2 separate regions of the Columba livia genome follow, and region 1 is linked to region 2. A link is a contact called in public Hi-C data. All regions are on one chromosome and are shown on one strand. Each heading gives the region's core, a stretch centred on a gene start, on an enhancer-like site or on the middle of the called end of the contact. The rest is flanking DNA. Distances are from core to core; before and after follow the strand shown. Region 1 holds the start of AKAP13 (A-kinase anchoring protein 13). Region 2 overlaps AKAP13 (A-kinase anchoring protein 13).

Region 1 (6,057 bases), core at 2,942-5,441, 73 kb after region 2:
AAAAATATATATATATGTATTAAGTAGAATCCATTTCCCCGTCTGGTTTGCTGAACAGACCCATAAATACCAGCATGGCCCAGGTGGGGAACTAGAAGAAGCTGCCTATGCCTACACTGACACACAGAAGATAACACAAAATTACAGTTTGAGTTTAGGATGACACGGAAAATGTTTTATCTGCTGCATGCTTCCTCCAGCCGTCTCTAGAAGGGCATCGAACAGTTTACAAGTTTTATGGCATCACAGCATACTTGTCACGTAGACATCAACAGAGGAGTCACCCTGTTCCCGTGACAGAGGACCATAAATATATAGAGATATATCTTTTTGAAAAAGATCTGTATAGCTTGACTGCAGCAACAAGTTCCCGGTGTAGCTGCTTTCCCTGGAGCGCTGCCATCATATTTTCTTATCACTAACCAAAGTAACTAACCAGCTAACTCCCAGGGACGTGCTTTGCCTTCTAGATCTCCATAAAGGTCATTTGCAAGGGAGAAATGCAGGGGTTTTTTTAAAAAAAATAATTAATTAATTAAAAGAAGACATTATGCCACATCCACAGCTTTGTTTCCAAAAGTAGGAAGAAGAGCAATGCCAGGCTGCAACACCACGACTGAAGCGTTTGGCTATTCACTAAGAACAAGGAGTGGCCGATTCCCTCCCCACAGCAAGATTGTTGACAGCTGTTTTAGAGGAGAAAAAAAGCCAAGCATGACTAAGCTATTCATAAAAATCTCATTGTATCGAACACCCCAACAACGAGTTTTGATTTATAAAAAGTGCAGTGCTTCCTATATGTGACTGTTCAGGTGCCAGCCCTGAACCAGGCTCCCAACTGGATTATATCCCCCGTGGCAAACCCCATAGCAGCGAAGCAGAACTGTATCTACACCCAAAGCTATCAGTTGCTTCAGGAAGTCACTCATTACCTTTATCTATCCTACAGGTGATTGATGCAAGCCAGCAAACACCAGAGCATTTGGCACCCAGCAGCACCCAGTAATCACACACTGCAAGGTGCTTCCCACCCCAGCTTCCCGCATCCAGCCTCTCGTGTGCCTGCAAAGGGGATGCTGCTCATGTTATCCTCTGGCTGGAAACCACACCAACTGCCAATTCCCTGTTCAAGAGGCTGGGAAAAGACTCTGGGAAAGCACATCATACCTTCACAGCCTCCTGGACTAGCACTGCCTTCCACCAGCAGAGCAAAACCAAAACCAAATAGTTCCTCCATGCTAATCAGCTATGTGGTTTAGTTTACTTCAGGCTATTTATCGCCAGTGTGGGGAACCCCTATAGAAATAACATTTAATAGCACTCAAGTAGATTGCAGAGATAACCAGCTACAGTAATAAGTAGAAAAGCTTCCAAGCTGCTTCAAGGACGGTGTTATGGGGAAGTGGATCACCACCAAATACCAGGTAGAGAAAACAGATACATCGGGTGTCGTGGAGACAGAGTGGAAAAGAAATAGGTACAGCAGGCATCACAACTTCCACTACCGATTTTTTTGTTAAGTAGCTATCTATTTAAAACTTATTATGCCAGCAGAAAATCATATGAAAGCACCCACTGCCCTTGGAACACAGGACTGCATGCATACCAGCAATAAAACTACTTTTTTTTTTACTCTAGTATAATTTATTGACCACTGCCTTAATTCATGCTTTGGATAGAATAACCAGATTCCTTTAACAGTACTTAATCCTCCTCTTAGCACACAAGCACACCCTAGACCAGAACACAGCTTACTCAGGAGTATATCCTGCTGAGAGATTAGTAGCGAGTTCTGCATAAGCCTGAGTCTCAAAGCTTCCCTATATAGACTGTGTTTAAAAACATCCATCATCAGACACTACCTGGCAGAGCTCTGTTTCTATGCGAAGCTTTGACTTCTTAACTGCGTTTCCCTCCTTTGATGCTGTGAAGCTGTAAACCAGGAACATCGAGCTGCTGCCTTTCTCCCTGGCTGCAATCCCGGCTGGACTCTGTCACTCGGAACATGCCATGTTCCCCCCTCTCGGGCTATGCCGGCCGTCCCTTGGTCACCAGAGCCGGGCAGGAGGTGTAGGCTGGAACGCCGTCACACAATGCCATGTATCCACACGACCTGCAGAAGACTTGTCATTCCAGCTACCTACAAAACCCGTCTGCCTTGCAGAACTCCACATCCGTGCCCTTCTAGCAACAGCCCCAGGCTAGCCCGTCTGCCCAGCGCTGGGCAGAGCTGCAAGAAGACGTACTAGGCTCAACCTATGAATGCGGAAGATGGGTACATGCTTGAACTTGTGCCAAGGGACAACACAAGCCCAAATGATCCTCAACCATGCCTTACCTTGCTATCAGGCTAGTAAAAGAAAGCCCCAAACCCAAGCATCCAGGCAAGATATTGTCACCACAGAAGGTGACAGCCTGGACCAGAGTGGCTTCTAAGCACATGCTCCTCCAGTACAGATAGCAGCTTTTGTCCACAGGCATGGATGTTATAAGGCTAACGTCAATCTACTCCCACTGCTGAGGTATCTATGTATAAAAATACACCTCCTCTAACACGGTAATAAATGAATCATTAGTACCTTATCTTTAAGGAACTATGTGGAACTTGGTTCACCTTCGCAATTCCACAGTAGCTCAGCAAGGACATGTAAAACATGACAAACACACCCAGCAAGGGATGGATTTTAAGCTGAAGAGAGTCACCACAAACAGAAATATTGTAGCTCAGCCCTTTGAAACTGACTAGATTACATTAGCCAAAACTCCCAGCACACAAAACATTCATGGATCTCAGACCAACTGTCTAAACTCAGTTCTGAAGCTACATGCTTTACATATTTCTACTGCATCGCATATCTCCATGAGTACCTCAAGTTTCATGGCTGACCAACACTACAGGGAACACCACAGCTACCAACTGTCCTACAGAAATGCAGCATTTCAAATCCCTTTATCACATCCCCATCTGGTCATCCACAACAGAATCAATACAGCACACTCTTAAAAAAACTTTCAAAAAAATCTTTTTTTCCACCTCTGAGCTCCAGTTAAAGTGAAGCCTCATAAAGGACACTGGAGCAGAACCAATTACAGACGTCAGCAACATTGATCTCGACTAATCCCAACTCCTTTATATGACTTGCAGGGATAACACACTCGCAGAAGGTGGATTAATAAACTCCCAATAATTTACATGTTAAGAAACAACTAGCCTTTCACAATCTTAGTCCAGAAACTCCGATATTTGCCTCAAAAGGAGTGTCTCCATTCAAGAAGAAAAAATTAAAAATTATATTTTCAAGCAACAGAGTGAATGCACAAAACGGGCCCCACAGCAATGTCCCTCTGAGTAATTTCCAAGGCCCACTCAGGCCCAAAGGTGAGAAAAACCAACACGGGCCGGTTGCTCCGGAGACTCAGATATAAAGCCCATATTACTTTCTTTGCAATAAACTGAGATACAAAGTTGCGTCAGCGAGCACGGAAGGTTTTCTTGGGTTTTTGTTTGGGGTTTTGTTTGTTTATTTGTTTTTCGGATCACGGTATCAAGAATTTGAACAGCGAGGAAGTGCGGGCAGGCTCGGTGTGTGTGTGCCCGGGCGCACACTCGGGCACGCTCCGTGCCCGCCCCCCCATCGGGGAGCGGGGCCGCCACCCCCGCGCCGGCAGCGGGGGGAGCGCACCCGGCCCCGGAGACAATAGCGGCGGGGAGCAGCCGCGCGACAGAACACGAAGAAATAAACTAAAAATAAATACCAACTATAAAATGAACGGGAAGAAAGACACGCGAGGGAGAGGGACCGCCCGGAGCGTCTCCACGCGAAGTTGCGCGGAGAAAAACCCCCCGAGGGACGAGGAGGAAGGGCGGGGGAAGCGTGCGAGGGCGCGGGAAGGGAAGGGGGGGCTCCCGCACACCCGCCCTGGGGGAAAGAGCCCCCCTCCACCCCCGCCAGGGGCCTCCCCAAACTTTCCCCCCACCTCTTCGCCAAACTCCAGCGGGGCAAACTCACCGCGGGGACCCGGCGGGCGGCTTCGCCCCTGGCAGCGGGGCCGGGAGGGAAGGGAGAGGGAAGGGGACGGGGAGGGGGGAAAGAGGCGGCCGGGCCGGGTGCTCTCCGCCCGGGGAGGCGGGCAGGAAGGAGGGCCAGGGGCTGTGGGCTCCGCAACCTGAGCAGCGCCGCCGTGCCCGCCCCCGCGCCGCGCCGCCAGCCCGCATGCGCCGCCGCCCAGCCGCGCCGAGCGGGGCCGCCCCCGGCAGCGGGCGGGCCGGTGGGGGTTGGATGGCGGAGGGTGGCAGTGCCGGAAACTTGCTCGGGGGTAAGTTTCTCCCGAGAAGGACGAGGAGCGGCTGGGAAAAGCCCGGGAGTCCCCGTCTGGGCTAGTGCGGGTTTCTCACCTGTCACCTGGCTGCTTCTGCTCCCGTTTGTCCTTTCCTGGTTTACTCAGCTGCTGTGGGAGATCCATCTACTTGTTTATGATACTGGCCTGCTGGTGTGAAAGGACACAGACCACTTCTTATGCTGTTTGCTTATTTGTATTTGAAGGAGAGTCTTACTTGCCGTGCACTAAACTCCAGATTTAAGGACTCGTTTTACTTGGGGTTGCATTTCTAGCGTTCCCATCTCCTGCAGTTAGAATGCCTCTTACAGAGCTGAGAACACAAGCTGTCGAGCCATGAAGGTGAGCTGCACATCTATACCCATCACAAAATCTAGCAGCTCAACTCGAGTCCCACCAAGCCAGCCCATGGTCTTGTCCTGCTCCTTGCTACCTTTCTCCTGTTCCTCTGCCATTGTATGTGGTGTGTACATTTTACCGAGTGACATCTCCCATACCATTCCCATGGCTTGCCCTGGAAAAATGGTGGAAAAGGCAACTCACCATTAGCAAACGAGTTCATGGGGCCTGTGGTCCACATGTGGCTGGCTCTGAGGAGGCTCCTGGGAACGAAGATGCATGATCTGTTGTGGTGGTGACTTGCCTTCAGTTACCATTTTTGTTAGAAGCTTTGGGTACATATGGTGGCCCAACATTTCCACTCTGTTTAAGCTACTGTACACACATATGTCCCACTAGACCTGGTGGTGCCCAGGTGATCATGTCCACAAAGATAGTAGCAATCTGAGTTAAATGTATGTTTTGTGCCCTACTAGAGCTGGGCAGCCCCACCTCACGACAACTGACCTCAACAACACTTCACAATACTTCCCAACAAGACCTTGCTGCTGGCCAGAGCACTGGGCAAAGGCTGCAGGTAATTGCTGTACATCGTGTTCTCTCTAGGTAGAACAGAAATAACAATGCTGCGTACGGTGCAGAAGATTTTCTGCTGAAAACACTGCGTGTGAACTTGGCATTGTCTTCCAAAATATGCACTACTGATCCTATTTAAATCAACTGAAATCATAAAAATGCTTTTAACACTTGTGCAATGTGGTAATTGTAGGGACTGGAACGTGTCAACGTTGTACACCCTTTTCAACCAGGATGTAAAGCAGTATTTTTTTTTGTGTGGCTCCAACAGGGTGAGGCACATGAAAGCAGGGATACTGGAAATACATTTTCTTTTACCTTCTCCCACCCCTGTAAAAAGGGATTATGAGACAGATGACTTGGAAGTTCCCAGACTCATGAAGAGGGGTCAGGCACAGTGATGGCTCAGGAAAGAGCACCATCTAGTGAAAAGCCACTTCTTGCAGAAACTGTCCCCTATAAGTCTCCAACCAACCAATGACTAACCCAGCCCAGCCCAACCTACCTCATAACATCTGAGGCAATCCTGAGCGAGGTAGCATGGTAACAGATAACAGATGCCTAAAATTTTCCATAACACACACACCAAGATCTGTAGCTCAGCCCTCTTGGTTGTCCATCAAGGGAACATTTCTTCTCTGCTTGTCATCTCCAGCCAGGTAAGTCAACCTCTGCCTTCTGCTGCCTTGCCTGGAGCTGACACAGCCCTGGTCTTGCTGTAGGGGACCCACAGTCATATTGAGGGGATTAGAAGCACCAAAAGAAGGCTCAGCCTCCCAGCTGAGTCTGTACCAGCCATGTACA
Region 2 (6,015 bases), core at 2,214-4,713:
CACCCTGCCTCTTCCTCCTCTTCTAAAGGACCCTCCAGCAAAAGACCAAAGGGGAGCACACAATATCCTGAACGTAATAACCGAGCTTGCCTTTTTTCTTTTTTAATTGAAATTTTAAGTTGTGTCCAAATATCTTCAGCAAGATTGAGAGCTTCAAGGTTTCTTACAGGTGTCTGAGCTACCTCTGGGCTGTTCTGTGCATGGTACAGCTCACCGTGCACGATGGGATCCGAGATCCCAGATGGAAAAGAGCAAAGCACCTTCAATGCACATCTTTACTTCCCAGTTATTAACAATTTTGTTGTCCACTGCCAATTTCAATTTGTTTTTTAAAAGTTACATTGAAACAACTTATTTATTTGAAAAGCAAATAAATAACGAACAGAATGAACCCCTCTCTTTCAAGCATGGTTGGAGTTAAAGAAAATCAATTACAAATGCAGCCAACCCGTACAGAAGACTTTCCAACAGTACCATTGCATTCAGCCTCCAAAAACATTTTAATTGAAGTATGTTTACCTTTATTCATTTAATGTTGTCCAAAAAATGTCATCTGTTCAGTATCACTGCCACACAAGGTGGTTATTATAACCCCGCTTTCATCCCAAATGGCTAGAAATGGGAGGCCAGCCTGCCAATATCCCTTTGGTGAAAGTACAGGCAGATCAAAGCCGTTCTCCGGAATGCTCCAACAAATAAGAATAATTTAATTTCAAAACTAGTTTGAATTGACTAATATTTACTTGGCTTAACGCCCATTGGAAATGAAAACATTCCATTTTGGTCCGTTCATGAAAGAGGTCGCCCTCTCCCTTCGTTCAGATCTGAAAATCTCTGGTTTCAGACAGCTGTAATGGGATGCAAAAAAGGTGGATGTGGCTCTTTCCTCTGAATATATTCCTTTTGTGAAACCAAAGGGAGAAAGCGGAAGGCTTGCCTCAGCAAGGGATGGGTTTAAAGCCATGACCTTAGACTTGAACCTACTATAAAGCAATTCAGAAAGTAATTTTAGTGTGGCACATCTCTGAACCTTTGGCTTAGATAAGGCAGCAGAAATATAATTATCTCTCAAAAGGCTCAAATACTGTTATTATGTCTAAAAACCAAAACTAGATAGACGATGCACCTGTTTGTCAGCATATTTCCACCTTTTAGGTATTTGTTTTTCCAGTGCTGGATTTATAAAGGCACAGGGATTGCGTGTAGGCAAAGTACAAGCAATTTTGAGTAATCATTTCTTCTTCCTCAGACTTTGTTTCCATGTCTGTAAAAATTATTTAATTTCAAAGGATTTTTTTTAATAGATTACTTCAGCAATATTTGGAAGCAACAATGAAGCAAACAACACCTCTAAGCTCAAAAGGATAAAGATCACTTATGTTATATAGCTGAAAAACACTATCCACTTTCCAAAAATAAATAATCGTTTTAAGCACGCGAAGACGTCTTTCTTTTCCACTTCAGGTTCTGGAAATCTTTCTGGTTTTGCAGAACTGGGACCATAGGGACAGTTCCAGCAAATAAAGAATTGAAGATGAAAACCATGAGTAGAGCTGGCCAGGGGCATTTTCCCTGAGGGATATCGGCTCTGCCAGCAACAGGTACATTTCTCTACAAGGGATGATGAAGGGAAAAATATCCTTATCATGCTGGCTAACAAAGTTTAAAGTTGTGAAGCTGTATTTTTATAGCTGCAGCATGTGATTTCTAAACTGGCTTTCCCCCCATGGTTCATACTGGGAATTTTGAAGTACATTATCTAACCCATTAACCACCCACTCTGACTTCCACACACACACTCTAAAAATACTTACGAAAATGAAGCGTGTGTTAGATAGCAATACTGAAGCACTCAAGCATTACTTTAGCATTCTGTTTTTAATGAGAAAACACTAACAACCAGTAACCCTGAATTTGTTCTTTGCAGAAAAGCAAAATTGCTGCTGATGACCATTGCTATCTCCAGCTGTTTTTTCATGCAGGTAAAGCCCAGCCAGTGATGGAAAGTCCATGTGTTAGGAAGCTGAGAGAGGCACATACAAGGAAAGAAACCTTCCTCCCAATATATTTCCTTTTAAAGAGCTGTTGTAGACTTCAGCATTACGATGCTTTATTAAAGGGGCTGGATTAGGTGCTGGATTACATGAGTAAACGTAACCTGCCACTGCAACGAATTTTGTTTAGTTTCCGCTATTCATACCATGAATCAGATTCTTCTTGGGTCAATGCTTATTACATTGTGCTGGGACACAAAAAGAGAAGCATGCTTTTGAAACAGATTTTTTTTTTCTCCATTTTGGGAAACTCTAAACAGCTCTCAAGAGAGCGGCACTGTACCCAGGAGGACAGCTGCGGTTTCTTCCTCCTCCTTCAAGGAATTCAGGCTTACTGGTACCTTTATTTATCCACTTTTAGATGGAGCTGGACTTGCTGTTACCCCAGCTAGTGAATGACACAGAGTACACAGGATCAGGCTGTAATTACAGCAGGATGCAAGTCCTTTCACATCCCTGTGCTTTGAGTTTCCGCATCAATGAAATGGGAACACACTGAGTATTTTTCACCCAAATTGTGTTGAAAGGAAAACCTGTCTTTTCAATCCTATGACATTTTCTTTGGAAAGTGCACAGGACCGACAATAGTTAAGTTAGACAAAATCAAAAGGAAAGTTGAGACTATTCCACCTCAAATTGAAAACTAGAATACCTGAAATCAGCTGGAGGATGGAAGAGGCAACTTTAGAAAATGTAGCCAAAATCATCCCACAAGAAAAAAAAAAGTAAAATATAATTTTTTAGATGCTCTATGATCCATTACCATCTACCCCTGCCAGTACACAACAGCTAAACCTTTGCTCCCAGCCAGTGTCCATGTCCCGGCTGAGTATCCTGGAAAATCCTTCCCATCTAAAGTTACCTGAGGTTGGTACAAACATGTTCTTAACGCCCTGGAGAACCACACCTGGAAAGGACATCGGCAGCACATGGGACACACTGACATCTCCAAGCAGAACACAAGACCAGGTACGGCTGCATGGGCTCCTGATTGCAGAAGAGTTTGGGCAACACTTTTTAGAGCAAACATGACAGTGCTCTCGTCTCCTGGAATAACCCTTCTGATTGAGAAAGGACTGGATCTCAGTTTTCCCAGGTCTAAGTGCTCCAGTTGGTCAGACACAATGCAGTCACCAAGCACTATCACAGCTGGCTCATAAAACCAAGGGGAAAAAAAATAACCTACATCCAGCAAATTCTTCCAGGCTGCTATTCCAGTTAACAGAAGACGAGCAGCTCAGCCCAGAGGAGTGAAATCTGAGCACAGGTCATACCCACAAAGCATCCAGCTGAATTCCCTTCCCTCTCTGCCTTCACATGGGGCGAGTTTGTAACGGCACCTCAATCTCGAATGCATTTTTCCTCTTGAGAACAACATTAAGGCCTGGATGTTGCTTCCTGGTACTTCCAGGTGCTGCAATGATGCTATTTGGAACGTCCATCCCTTTCTGTGCATGTGGCCACTTACTCTGCAAGCTCCCAGTACACATATATAAAAGGAACAGACCAAGGGACATGGTCAGAGGTATCTGTTACGGGAAGATAACAGCAGTCAATACAGACATCCTCAGATTCACCAGTACATATTGACTCACAGGAGCATTTAATAGAAAAAAACAAAACAAAACAAAACATCAAAAGCAGTTTATTCTGCAGAACTTCCAGTCCCCAGAAAGAAAGGCAGGGCTGTGAAATCTGTCTGAACACGAGCGGCTCGAGAAATCCCTCCTCGCCTGGAGACATCCCCCTTGATAAAGGCAGTGACCTGGGTCAGGAGCATGGAGAAAGATGAATGTTGTTCAGCTGGAGTGTTGCAACCTCCTGCAGATAAAGCCTCCAGGGAGAGACTCCAGTAATAAACAGAATGGCGAGCTGCCAAGTTTGGGGTAGATTTGGGTCCTTTTTCATAGTCAATGACTTAAAACTTCTTGGTCTTAAAGAAGCATGAAGCAGAGAGAAGTTTTTTCTTGTTTTCTTAAAATAAATAAATTTTTTAAAATCACAAGGGAAGACAACAAGAATGACTACAATGTTAAAACAAAACAAAACAAAAAAATCCATCTCCAAACCTAGCTTTGTTTGCCATCTAAATTAACAGCATTGCTACAATTTCTGTTAGCAAAGGGTTTCAGGTTAACAGAACAAATAGTGAGCCATTCTGTGATAAGAAACGCAGGTTTTTGCAATGCAGTCTCTTACCCTCATGAAGATGAAACTGCGGACCGTAATGTCTTGCCCACAGGTCACCAAAAGAGCAGAATGATGGCACAAGTTCTTCTGCCAGCCCACAGAGCAACTCAAGGTGGTACCTTCTATATTTCATTAACGCTGCACTAAACTAAGAGATCTCCTCTTCCGGTGCTGGCCACAAAGCCATGACCGAAACACTGACATGTATGTTAAGTAAATTTCTTCTCTCCACCACTTTCTTCCCTCCAAGGTGAGAAAGAATCTGGTCCAAAAATAAGTTCCGCTTAGCATGCTGATGGATAAAAGATTGACACAGGAAAGTAGGGATATAGAGTCAAGAGACCACTTCTTTAAAACTCTTTGGGTAAAAGGAATATGTGGCAAAACATGGACATCTACGAGAGCCCAGAACTGTTGCCTCCAGGCCGAAGCTGGCTCCCACTGATCCATCCTGAGCGCACCCTGTGCTAAAAACACACCATGGACACCCTTGACATCCCTGTCTGCAGGAGCAGCATCATTACAGCTGATTTATTAACACAATCTCACAGTAGGTCCAGGTGTCTAATCCTGCAGCAGGGTTTATTCACGAAGAGATAAATGGTTTGTGGTGAGCAAGGGGTGGATTTCCTCTTCTGAACCCGCATGAGCAACACAAACTCCTGCAGAAATGGATATACTTGAAGAAATCTCCTATGAGTAGCACACTTCCTTTGACAGAGCATGTCTCTGTCAGTCTACAAATCAATCAGCACAGAGATGAATCTTTATTGAGTGTCAAGATGCTATTATAAGTATTACACCCATATTAATCCAGGCAGCTTGAAGGAGATCTCTACAGACTGCCAACAGAAAATCCATCAAAGTAACAGGATCTTGTTAGTGCTGAAAGAGACATGATTTATCTCCATGGGTACATCTTCATGACATACCGCTTTGCTACACGGAGCCAGGCAAGTTATTAGATTGGGCTGTTAATAGCTGATTTAGCTGTATCATTGCCTTAGCACGGGGCTCCGCGTGCTCTGTCGTGCTTATGTTACCAACACTTGTTCAGAGCGTGCTTAGTGCATCTGCTTGGTGCCACACAGTGCTGTTCAGACAGCCTGCACACAACCAAACAGCCAATGTCACTTCTACTAATTTTTAGCACACAGGAGGACATGATAAAATCAACAACAAAATTAACAGCACAACGGCAACAATCAAAGTTAAGGAGAAAAACAGAGGAAAAGCGCCATTCAACCATTTGTGTTACATGTAAACATCTAGGGAAGAACTGCTATAATTTTACTGTTTGGGTGAAATTGGCAGTATAGTGAAGAAAATATTATTTAACTTTCCATTTATTTGGGTGGCTTCATGTTAGCCAGATCATTCATTTAAAACATTGTGTGCTTGCTGTCCCCAGTCATCATGGCCTGTACTGCCAGAATTAGCACCTACTGACAGTGACCCCAAACCCTCCACCACAAGCCCCACACAGCTCTGGTACAGAGCACTGGGTATGCAGGTACACAAGCAATAAGACATTAGGGGTTGCCCTCTAAACTATGCAAATGCCCATATAATGCCACCACATGAACATGAACACAAGATGAAAGGGGAAATTCTATGTCCAAATATCTCCTCCAGTACCAGGCGGTTTCCACACAAGTATTAATCTTACTATTAGAGGTTTTTTTCAGAAATTGTGGAAACTACTACAATCAGTTCCTATAAAACACGCTCAAATTGATGGGAGTCTTGCTCTGATCTTATCCTAAAGCCT

What was found. A called contact is a pair of places that touch in the nucleus more often than the background predicts.
Region 1: a contact with region 2 is called in a Hi-C map of liver, with 4 times the contacts expected there. The contact joins the promoter of AKAP13 here to the enhancer-like site in region 2. A contact is called at or near these places in 2 of 2 Hi-C or Micro-C datasets (crop and liver).

What each region holds. Positions count from the first base shown.
Region 1 is chr11:6,589,179-6,595,235 of bColLiv1.pat.W.v2, forward strand. It overlaps AKAP13 (A-kinase anchoring protein 13), which reads right to left and starts at 4,192. Exons shown (of 40, transcript XM_065076595.1): 1 at 4,011-4,192.
Region 2 is chr11:6,516,923-6,522,937 of bColLiv1.pat.W.v2, forward strand. All of the region lies in intron 4 of AKAP13 (A-kinase anchoring protein 13), which reads right to left. Among named protein-coding and RNA genes, the nearest start is that of AKAP13, 73 kb to the right of the region's middle. Within about 2 kb of position 3,464, at least 1 of the 3 cell types and tissues checked has an H3K27ac peak away from gene starts, as active enhancers do.